Linked DNA regions of Mus musculus: region 1 is linked to region 2. Evidence: chromatin contacts called from public promoter capture Hi-C data. All regions are on one chromosome and are shown on one strand. The core of a region is the stretch at or near the end of the contact, and the rest is flanking DNA. Distances in the headings are between cores, read along the strand shown.

Region 1 (5,938 bases), core at 697-3,196, 260 kb before region 2:
AGTCCTGTTTCTGTCTACTAGGACTCAGTAGAGCACCTACTCTATGTATATGTCAAGGAATAAAACACAGCACCTGCCTTTCAGTCTCTGCAGGAGTAAGGATTATAATACGCTGCAATAGGTATGTGTGTGTGGGGGGGGGGAGGGGTAATCCTAGCATACAGTTGCCAGAGTGAAGGCATCTCACACTCCCAGCTCCCTTAAAATGTTTAAAATATATGGGTGTAGGGATTGGCAAGGTGGTTCAGCAGGAATGGGTATTTGACATCAAGCCTGACAACCTGAGTTCAATTCCCAGAACATCCACATGGCAGAAGGAGACAACCAACTCCTGAAGGTTATATATGTGTGTGTGTGTGCGTGCGTGTACACTTAGCTACACACACACACAGGAGTAAACACAAAATATACACAGTTGGGGGGTGATGTGTAGCTAAGTGGCTCAGTCAGTGGCAGAGGGGTTCAGTTCCCGGATGTATTTTTCATTTTATTATAGTGCTGGGTATCTAACCCAAGCACTAACTTCCCACATGATAGACCCAGCCCCTTTCCATTTAAAGAGAAACTATAGCTCTTCTTCCTGTGCTTCTCCAGCTTTACAGGCATCTTGGGCCATAGGACATTTTTTCAGAGAGCTTTGAGCCTTGAACTAAATCTGGGTCTGATTTCCAATGACACAGAGATACCTAAGATAAATATGTTGTATTTATATAATATAAAATTATACACACACACATATGTGGTTCATGGAGCAACTTCCAAAATTATTGAGGGGCCCCATTCATACTTTTAGCCCATAGCTTTTTGTACTCTATTCAGGACCACCTGCCTAGGGAATAGGGCCATCTACAGTTGGGCTAGGTCTTCCTGCAAAATTAAGTTAATTACAATCCCCTACAGACCAGCCAATGTAGACAAGCCCCTCACTGACTCTCCCTAGCAGACTCTAGATTGTACCAAATTGACAGTTAAAATTATCAGTGCTAGGGTCCCAACCAGGCTGGCCTCGAACTCAGAAATCCACCTGCCTCTGCCTCCCGAGTGCTGGGATTAAAGGCGTGCGCCACCATGCCGGCTAGGATCCCATTCTTATTCAAAACCCATAGTCTTTTTGTACCTGGTCAGCATTCACGCAGTTGTGCTTGGTGAAGACTCATCCACTCTCTGGGGCATGGAAGTGGGCTTTGAAGACAGACCCTTTCTTACCTTAACTACCTAACTCTGTTTCTTCCTCTCCCACAACTAGCTTCCGAGAACCAGAACGGAAATGGACTGAGCACCCAGCTAGGTCCTGTGGGTGGCCCCCATCCTTCTCACACCCCCTCACATCCCCCCAGCACCCGAATCACTCGAAGTCAACCCAACCACACGCCTTCCGGCCCTCCTGGCCCCTCCAGCAACCCTGTCAGCAACGGCAAAGAAACCCGAAGAAGCAGCAAGAGATAGCAAGAGATGAGTCTCTCCTTCCTTCCACCACAACCATGATCCAGGCGTCTCTGCCAGAGAACAAGACAGTCTTCTATCAGGCTGCTGGCTTTGGGATTAGAGGATAAAGTAGCTGTGTTTTAGCCACTAAATTTCCCTGGAGGGGTTGGAAGCAGCAGCCTTATCCACCTCAAACTCACGCCCCACCCCACCCCTGTCCTGCTGATGCTGTCTATCCCCTGGGATCCAGGGTCCTCTGCCTGCCCTCCTTTGGAAAAGACAGTGTGGTTTTTGTGTGGGAAATAAGGGTCTAACTGAAATCCCTCCTTCCTAATAAATGTTCCCACTCATTCTGGAGTCTGTGTTTCTCTCATAGGAAAGAGGTTAGCAGGTGTGCACTTAGGGAATTGTAGTGCCCAGGCAAGGAGGCCTTTGGCAAAGCAAGCCTGCCCCTTTAAGGTAGTGTCCCTCCCCTACCCCCTCCCTCCAGGTGACCCTTGTCCAGCCTGCCTCCCACAAGAAGGCTGGGTCCCCCTTCCTCTTGGTGTCTTTTGTGTCTCCTGTCCTGCCGTCAGGTAATGCTAACCCCAACCCCCCGGGCCACTCACTGACCCCCTGATTGTAAGCCAGGTCAGATGTCAGAGGGGAGCCCTGTTCTGGCTTCTTTTCCTCAACAGGGCTTCCTCTTTCTCGTTCATTGATTATAGAGCTGGGGGGTGCTGACGGTTAGTGCTTGCTGGAGTCGGGGAATCACAGCTCTTTTCTTACACTTCCCAGGGTGGGCATCACTGAAGTCACTTTCCTAAATGCATCTGGAATTGCCACTTATCTGCCTCTCCCTCTAACTCCCAGTTTAGGAGCACCTTGGCTCAACTCTCCAGGGAATGTGGGGATGGGGTTGGAAACAGACGCAGCTCAGGACCAGATGTTAGGAATGTGGGGAGGGTACGTTTAGGAAAAGGCTTGGGTGGCGCTGAATGGCTTATGGGCTATAAAATATTTAAGAGGAAAAAACTGAGCACAAGTTCTTAACCATGTGGCTTCTTCAGGGCAGAGGGTGGCCCCTCCCCAGTCAAGGCCCTGCAGAGACTGACTTTTGACCCCCCCCATCCCAGAGACCAGTGAACCATTAACTCCTATATGAACCTTCCCACACTTGCCCCACCCCTGACTCCGCCCCAGAGCAGGTGGGCTAAGGGGAAACCTATCCATTTCAGCCCTCCTTGTGACGTGGCTTCCACTGCATCTGAAGGCTGAGCTCCTTCCCTCGGATCTCCTAAGGTCCACAGTGAGGCCTTCCAGGGACCTGAGGTGACAGCTCTCACACTGCCAGTAGGGGTGAGGCCCTGAATATGGAGAGGGAATAGGGAGGCGGAACAAGCTTGAGAGGTGGGTTGTCTCGGGACCAGGTGTAAGGAGAGCTCTGGGGTCAGGAGGCTGCTCCAGAAGGCAGAAGGGAGGGGCAGAGAACGCCTGAGCCTGCAGAAGCTGCAGACAGACTCAGTAAGCGGTGGTAAGTGTAAGAACATCTCCCTAGCTCTCAGCTGAGGGACAGCAGCTCTGACCCCACCCCTCCTCCTTGTTCTAGGGTACAGTCCTCAGGATGTCTCAAAGGAAATAGAAGTCAGAAACAGAGCCTCTAACCATAGCCCTAGTGATGGGGCCCCCAGTACATCATCTGCTGACTGGCCTATGTGTGGGGGTGGCCTTGGGCTGGGTAGGAGGCTCCGTCCCAAACCTGGGCCCAGCTGAACAGGAACAGAACCACTACCTGGCCCAGTTGTTTGGTCTATATGGAGAGAACGGGACACTGACTGCAGGGGGCCTGGCGCGGCTTCTCCACAGCCTAGGACTAGGCCGAGTCCAGGGGCTCCGTCTGGGACACCATGAGCCTCCAACTGGGCGGGCTGCACCCACAAGTGGAGACAATTTCACACACAGGTATTAATCTCTCTCCCAAACACAAAATGTGGCATCTCCTGGTTCCGCTCAGTGCCTGCTTAGGCTCCAGCTGCCCAGTGCATGAATCCCCAGAGTTACAAATCCTCTCACACCAACTGCTCACCTCTATTAGCTTCAATTCTCCAGAAGTCCTAGCTCTCGGTACTTCCAGGCTTTCCCTGTCGAGCCCACAGCCACCCACTTTAGGTTCTCTTACAAATGACAGCTCTCAGGTCTTCCCAGGACTGACTGTGGTTGTCTTTCCTTCGCCAAACCTTCCAGGTGACAGCTCAGGGCAGGTGTCAGGGAACTTGAGTAAGTCTGACTTGCTTGCTAATCCATCTAATGTAGGCTGCAAGAGCCGGAGCTGAGTGTGGACATCTGGGCAGGAATGCCTCTGGGCCCTTCAGGTTGGGGTGACCAGGAGGAATCAAAGGCTCCTGACCTGCACGGGTCAGGGCCCTCGAGCCTAGACCTCTTCCAGAGGCTTCTGCTGTTGGACCATTCGTTGGCTGACCATCTGAATGAGGATGTAAGTCTGAGTCTCTAGACAGGAGAAGGAACCATGGGAGTAGGTGGCCTGAAGTATTTGGCCCTTTAGGGGGCTTGAAGTACATGAAGAGTCAGTAAACGAATAGCTACTCAGTGTTCCCTTTAACCTTAGCGCAGGCTCACCAAATTCAGAGGTGTCACTTAGCAAACGCACAATCCAGGGAAGTATCTCAGGGTTAGGCTGTGGGGATGGTTATGTGGAAAAGTGTCCTGGAGATGATGGTATATCCATCTGAAACAGTCCGTCTGTTCCTTGTTCTACACACACAAGGTGGCAGACAAAGCTGCCGGACCCTGTGATCAGGTGGCATGCCCTATCAAAAGAAGCACTCCAGCCTAGGCTGGATCAACCCATGGTGGGGTGTTGACTAAAGATGGACGGCATTGTCAGGTTTCTTGTCTAGTGGCCAAAGTAGCTCATCGCTAACACAGGAAATTCTTAGGGCATAAGAGGGAGATGACAGCAGCGTTCTCTAGCAAATTAAGAAATATATGTCGAATACTTACATTGGATTGGATAATCACCAGGGATTAACACACATTAAGTCCCCTGTCCCCAGTCTCTGATGCATGTGCCAGTATGAGCCAATGGGACCTGGGACTTGATGGAAGAACAGATGTCAAGACTTGGGTTGTAGTTCACAGTGACTCCCTAATACATGGCCTTCCCCTCAAAATCTCCAGTGTCTGAATGGCTCCCAGCTGCTGGTCAATTTTGGACTGAGCCCTGTTGCTCCTCTGACCCCTCGTCAGTTCGCTCTGCTGTGCCCAGCCCTGCTTTATCAGATTGACAGCCGTGTTTGCATCAAAACCCCAGCTCCAGCACCTCCGGGGGATGTACTGTCTGGTCAGTGGATGAGTGGGGTGGGCAACACCCTGCATCATGGTAGGGAGTGGGTCCCTTGCTAAGGGGGGGGGGCACTGATAGGGGTCCAACCTCCCGTGAGTGTATGTATCTGTGTCCATGTTTTGCCTCTGGACCAGCCCTGCCCTAACAGGCCCAATTCTCCCCAGCCCTGCTTCACAGTGGCCTGGCAGTCCTGTTCCTCAGCCTCCCTGCTCCCCTCTCTCTGCTGTTGCTGCGGCTCCTGGGACCTCGTCTGTTGCGGCCAGTGCTGGGCTTCCTGGGGGCCCTGGCCGTGGGTACTCTCTGTGGGGATGCCCTGCTACACCTGCTCCCACATGTATGTGAACCTCCATCCTCACAGCCTGACCCTGTGGTAACTGGCCATGGGGCCCTGTGTTTCTAGCCACAGCCCTTGTCCCTCTGTCAGCTCCCACATCCTGACCCCCCCCCCCCGCCCGGGGGCTTCAGCCACAGCTGTCTTCTTCTAGGATGCATGAGTAAAAAGCTTGCTGGGAGGAGGGGATGCTATTGGGTTGTAGGAGTTTCCAGGGCCTGCCCTGATCTATTCTCTGACAGGCGCAAGGAGGGCGGCACACAGGACCTAGTGAGCAATCAGAGGAGGACCTGGGTCCGGGACTGTCGGTGCTTGGTGGCCTCTTCCTGCTCTTCATGCTAGAGAACACACTAGGACTTGTGCGGCACAGAGGGCTCAGGCCAGTGAGTGACACCCTTTTCTTCTCCTGCCAAACCCAGAAGTCCTAGCCAAGCCAGGAGGGAGGGGCAGCACGCCCTTCTGGTCCTTGGCCGCTTGGCCAATCACATAGGACCTGTCCACCTCTGAATGGGGATGGGCCCCTTAGCATAGACCTGGGACTTCTGGCCAAATGATTTGTTCTCTGCAGTTCCTATCAACATTAAACAGAGAGAGATGCCAACCTGGGAAAGGGGTGTAGGTCAGAAAACACTGTCCAGGTGCTAGCAGTGGAACCAGGTGTTCATCTTCCCAGCTGCTGGACTGGTCTTCCCTTAGCCCCTGGGCCCGCTACCTCCTCCACCAGGAGGGATACCCTCCCATTTCAGAGATGCTGCAGGAACAAAAGGGATCTTGGAGAACCAAACCCTGACCCAGAGGATGGCAGTGGGATGGTCCTTCGACCCCTACAGGCAGCTTCA
Region 2 (5,677 bases), core at 2,107-4,606:
GTCATTGAGCCCTCCAGGAACCTCCACCCTGCCCCTAGTGCAGCCTCTCCCTGGGGCTCCCAAACACCTTTGGGGTAAATCACTGCACAGCACACCCTGCCCTTTCTGTTTCCTTCCTGCTGCCCTCCCTGCTTCCCTCCCATCCGCCAGTGACCAGGTAGCCCCCTTAGCCGAGTCTGCTGTGGCAGAAGAGAGGGAGAGAAATCATTCTGAACTGTGGAGTTGACAAGTCAGGAGAAAGGAATCTAACCTCAGGGCCAGGCTGCAGGGCAAGAGGAAAACTTGTTCTGCCTGCTTCTTAAAGAGACAGCTGGTAGGTGGCTTGTGTTACTGGATTGTACAGCAGTAGACGTGGTAAATATTATAATCTCTCTTCCTGGACTAGGTGTGTAGTACACGGTGACAGTTCTGGGTATTACAAACAGAAGGTTCTCTGTGTTTGGATCCCCCCCTTAATGCTTCTCTTCTCAAATGTTATTCTGTGCATGAGGGCTGAGGATGGGATGGGGAGCAAGATGTGAGCCTCAGTTTTCACCTTCGTGTCCATAGCAACAGGAGCAAGACCCTACAAACTTATACATCTCAAACCTCCCTCTGTCAATGGACGAGCAGGAACTGGAGGGGATGCTGAAGCCCTTTGGCCAGGTCATCTCTACTCGGATCCTTCGAGACACTAGTGGGGCCAGCAGAGGGGTCGGCTTTGCAAGGTAAGGGATGACTGAGAGTGGCTAGCAAGAAATAACTTAGGAAACAACACATACACACACAGATGCACATACAGATGCGCACAGACACACACGCACAGAATCACACACAGACACACACAAATACACACAGAGATACACACATACATACACATATAGACACATAGGCGTACACACACACACACAGTGCCCTTCCCCTGAACTAGACCAAAATAATTGTCAAAAATACCTAATAAGCCGGGTGTGGTAGCACACGCCTTTAATCCCAGCACTTGGGAGGCAGAGGCAGGCGGATTTCTGAGTTCGAGGCCAGCCTGGTGAGTTTTGAGACAGGGTTTCTCTGTCTTGAAAAACCAAAAAAACCCCAAAACAAACAAACCTAATAAGAGGCAGCAAAGTAGCTCAGCAGGTAAAAGTGCTTGACAGCAAACCTGGTGACCTGAGTTTGATCCCTGGAGCCCAGACGGTAGAAGGAAAAACTGACCCCAGAAGGTGGTCCTCTGACCTTCACATGTGCGGCAGCTTCTGCACATACATAATACATACATGAATGCAAGTTGTCTAAACCCTTGGTAGTAAATCGTGTGTGTGTGTGTGTGTGTGTGTGTGTGTGTGTGTGTGTTGAATATTAAACTAAGGGCCTGGCACATAACAAAAACTGCCTGCAATCCTCCTGCCTCTGCCTCCCAGACGCTGGGATTCTAGGCATGCTCCACCACGCCTCACCTCATGGATGTCCTTCGGCTTCCTTTCCCATTGCCTCTGCTAACCTAGCTTTTGTTCGTCCGATTCTGTGCCCTTACAGCTGACCATTCCCACTCCACACCTCATTTAAACTCTGTCAGGCCTGGACCTAGTCCTCAGATCAGTAGGATGAAGTGGAAGATTTGCTATGCTCTCTGGATCTTCAGGGAGACTTCTATCCTAGAACAACCTGTGCAGTGGCTGCCCTGTGTTGTAGGACATTGCTGAGCTTTAGCGTTCTCTGTGGAGTTTGATTACCCAGATCTCTCCTTCTCTAGGCTGCCCTCTCCTGGGCTCATGTGTCATGGAGCTTCACCTGATCTTAGCCTACCTAAAAATGACTTACTTTTTTAAAAAAGATTTTGCTTGGGTGCTTACATGGTTGATCAGCACGTAAAGATGCTTGCTGTTGAAGCCTGCCAACATGTTTGACCCCCCCCCACCACTCACATGACTACACACACATACTGATGTTTTTATAAAAAGACAAAGAAAGTGGGGGGGGGAGTTATGTTCTATGGAGGTATAGTCAGGTATGGGGGGGAGGGGGTACCTTGGTGGGCCCATGCTGAGGCATCCCTTCCCCCTGAGGGAGCAACCACATGATGGTATAGTAATAGAGTTTATTAAGGGCATGGGAGGGGGGAGTTAAGAGGGTAGTAGAGGCAGAGAAAGGCAGAGAGAAGAGAAGAGAAGTAGAGGAGAAGAGAAGAGAAGAAGTAGAGGAGAAGAGGCTGCCATGAGCACGTGGAGAGATGGAGGGGAGGGAGGAGAGAGAGGAGAGGACAGAACATGAGCAAGAGGGAGCAAGCAGCTCATCAGGCATCCCTGGGTGTTGCCAGGTACTGTGGGGTGGAGCATCCCTGGCTGTTGCCAGGTAACTGTGGGATGGATCTTAGAGAGAATGCTAACACATACAAAATAAATACATGTGAAACATTGTTGCAAAGACTTTTTGTTTTGAGTGGCGGAAAATCTCTGCAAGTTCAAAGTGGCCATATCTGAAAGAATGTGAGTTCCAGGCTAGCCAGCACTAACTACATCATGAGTCCAAGCTCAAGACAGGGTGGTAATGTAGCTCTGTGGGTAGAGTGCTTGCTTAGTAGGCATGGGACCCCCCCCCCCAAAATTTGATCTACAGCATGGAATAAAATGGGTATCTAATGACATTTTAGCACTTGGGTTGTGGAGGCAGGAGAATCAGAAGTTGAAGGTGAACCCCTCAAAGTTTGTACACACCTGTAACCCTTGTGCTTGGAAAGTTGTACATAGACTGTTTACAGTCAGCCCAAGTTGATTTTTGTTTTTGTTTTTGCTTTTGTTTTTTTTAAGAGTCTGTCTCAAAATCAACAGTGGAAGTCAAGCAGTGGTTGAGAGGGCAGATGCAGGAGGATCTCTATGTGTTCAGGGCCAGCCTGGTCTATAGATCACGTTCCAGGCCAGCCAAGGCTCTGTTACACAGAAAAACTCTTCTCTTGAAACAAACAAACAAACAAACAAACACCAAAACAACAAACTATTCAAGGCCTGATCTGTAGCTCAGATGAGAGGGATCACTTGGAATTCAAGACCTGCCGAATTGAGAGTGAGACCCTAGCTCAATAAACAAACAAATAAATAAAATATTGAAAAATCAAACAAGTGAGTTTCACTTGAGAGGAGAGTCTGTTAGTTGTTAATTGTTTTTAGCTTAAAGGTCTGGGTTTTGTGTTTCAGTCTCTTAGCCTGCTCAGACTGGGAGTGAAGTGGGTTATCTTGGCCCATCACAATCCTGACATTTGGAAGAGGATGGGGAGCCCCTGGACTATGTGAGATACCGTCTCAAAGAACAGCCTCTCCAATAAAATAGAGGCTGTGGCTAGAAAAATACTAGTTCTGAATAGGCTCAGTCTGCGTAGCGCCACCTAATGTCAACCTTGGGTAATACAAGAGGAAGAGTCTTGGACTTGTGTTCTTCCACTTTCGGCTCACACACTGTTTGCTTGTTTGTTTTGCTTTTCGAGACAGGGTTTCCCTGTGTAGCCCTAGCTGTCCTGGAACTCACTCTGTAGACCAGGCTGGCCTCCAACTCAGAAATCTGCCTGCCTCTGCCTCCCGAGTGCTAGGATCAAAAGCGTGCGCCACCACGCCTGGCCCTTTTTCTTTTGTGATGTGTCCTGGTTCCATTTTTGTTACTGTGCTTAAACACCGGGACAAAAGGATACTTAGGAAGGAGGGTGTGGTGGTCCCTGTAATCCCAGCACTCAAGAGGCAGAAGTGGGTGGAGTGGAAGGGACAGCTTGGTGAATAGAGTCAGTTCCAGGCTGAAAAAGCTTATACTGAGAGGCCCTGTCGGACAGAACCCAGGACAGGATGAGTTCATGCATGCTTGCTTGCCCGTTTAGGCTCACTTTGCCTTCTCCACTCTGACACAGCTTAGGGCCCCCATCTAGGGAACAGTCCCTGCCTAGGGAATGGTGCCACCCAAGTGAATTAATGGAAGACAGTCCCTGGGAGACATGCTGACAAGCTCACAGTTAAACCCAATACAGGCAGTTCTTCACATAGTTCACCAGCAGCTGGGATTAAATAACTGCCTGTGTTTTGTTTATTATTTTTTTTAAATTTATTTACCATATGTAAGTACACTGTAGCTGTCTTCAGACATACCAGAAGAAGAGGGCATCAGATCTCATTACAGATGGTTGTAAGCCACCCTGTGGTTGCTGGGATTTGAACTCAGGACCTCTGGAAGAGTCAGTGCTCTTAACTGCTGAGCCATCTCTCTGGCCCTCATTTATGTTTCTATTACATTTTATTTGTTAATTTGTGAGTGTGTGTGTGTATGGAGGACAACTTTTAGGAATCAATTTTTCTCCTTTACCATGTCGGTTCCAGGGATCAAACTCATGTCATTAGACTTGGCAGCAAGCTCTCTGATCTGCTGAGCCATCTTGCCAGTCCAAGTATAGAGCTGCTGAAATCCCAGCATGTGAACACTGAGACAGGGGCTATACAACAAGATTCCCATTTCAGAAAATCAGAAACAAGCAGGAACCGCTCAGCAGTCTGTACTTCGGAAGGAAGCTGTAGCTGGTGCATAGACGAGGATGTGGTCACTTTTCCTGAGTGCTCTGACTTACAGAGCCTTGGGTGGTGAACGGCCACTGGTACCTACACCTTCATTCTTTTCTTGTGCTTTCCCCCTCTGTATCACGTATGGGGCAAGAGCCCTCACACCCTTTAAAAAGCATTTCTTTATGACAGGTAGTAGTGGCTGCACACCTTTTTAATCCCAGCACTCAGGAGGCAGAGGCAGGTGGGTCTCTGAGTTCAAGGCCAGCCTGATCTGCAGAGTGAGTTCCAGAGCAGCCAGGTCTACACAGAGAAACTCTGCTTTGAAAAAAAAAAAAAAAAAAAAAGGCATTTATTTATCAATTCATGGGGGGAGAACAAATATGGCATCACATTTCTGTGGAGGCCAGAGGAAGCTCACAGGAGTCAATTCTCTCCTTTAAATATTTACTTGTATGTGTAAGAGTCTTCTGTGTACATGCATTTATGTGCACCAAGTGTGAGCCTGTTATCTTCAGAGGTCAGAGGAGGGCATTGGATCCACTGTAAGTTATTACACATGGTTGTGAGGTATCCTGTTAGTACTTGCACCAGAACCTGGGTCCTCTGCAAGAGCAATAGGTACTCTTACCCACTGAGCCATTTCTCCACTTCACTTCACTTCTTTTTTTTTTTTTTCTTTTTTGAGACAGTGTCATTGTAGCCCCAGCTGGCCTGGAACTTGATAAGTAGACCCAGGCTGGTCTGGAACACTCAGAGAGACACCAGTCTCTGCTTCTCGAGCACTGAGGTCAAAGTCATGCGCCATCATGCTGACATCATTAGGAATTTTTAAAAAATAGTTCCATGACCACTGAAAAAACTTTACGTTTATTTCTTATGTACATATGTGCATGTTTGTGTGTTACAGTGCATGTGTGGAGGTCAGAGGACAACTATCAGGAGTTGGCTCTCTCCTTATACCATGTGGGTTCCAGGGATGGAACTCAAGTCGTTGGGCCTGCTGAAAAAAATGCCATTATCCACTGAACCATCTCATCAGCTCACCATTAGGGCCTGGGCTACTCAGTCAGCGAGTGCGGGCTCACCCTGCATGACAACTTCCAGCACTCCATAGCAGTCAGACACGGTAGAACTTTTCTGCAGTTGTAACACTGAGGCAGGAGAATCAGATC

Evidence for each region. Promoter capture Hi-C pulls out the DNA fragments that hold promoters and counts their contacts.
Region 1: a contact with region 2 is called in a promoter capture Hi-C map of embryonic stem cells, with 2.9 times the contacts expected there. The contact joins the promoter of Slc39a5 here to the enhancer-like site in region 2. A contact is called at or near these places in 3 of 39 promoter capture datasets (the C10 cell line, embryonic stem cells and hippocampal neurons), 3 of 484 Hi-C or Micro-C datasets (B cells and embryonic stem cells) and 4 of 9 other capture datasets (adipose tissue, embryonic stem cells, liver and 1 more).

Annotation. Positions count from the first base shown.
Region 1 is chr10:128,397,232-128,403,169 of GRCm38.p6, reverse strand. Slc39a5 (solute carrier family 39 (metal ion transporter), member 5) reads left to right here and starts at 1,946. Exons shown (of 12, transcript NM_001136237.1): 1 at 1,946-2,000; 2 at 2,643-2,736; 3 at 3,014-3,366; 4 at 3,718-3,898; 5 at 4,603-4,765; 6 at 4,933-5,102; 7 at 5,342-5,482; 8 at 5,846-5,938. The coding sequence starts at 3,083. It overlaps Nabp2 (nucleic acid binding protein 2), which reads left to right. Exons shown (of 7, transcript NM_027257.2): 7 at 1,247-1,775. The coding sequence ends at 1,446.
Region 2 is chr10:128,138,425-128,144,101 of GRCm38.p6, reverse strand. Rbms2 (RNA binding motif, single stranded interacting protein 2) reads left to right here. Exons shown (of 13, transcript NM_019711.2): 5 at 550-707. Among named protein-coding and RNA genes, the nearest start is that of Gm51821, 16 kb to the right of the region's middle. Within about 2 kb of position 3,356, at least 9 of the 459 cell types and tissues checked have an H3K27ac peak or open chromatin away from gene starts, as enhancers often do. A contact at or near this core is called in embryonic stem cells, where this site is marked.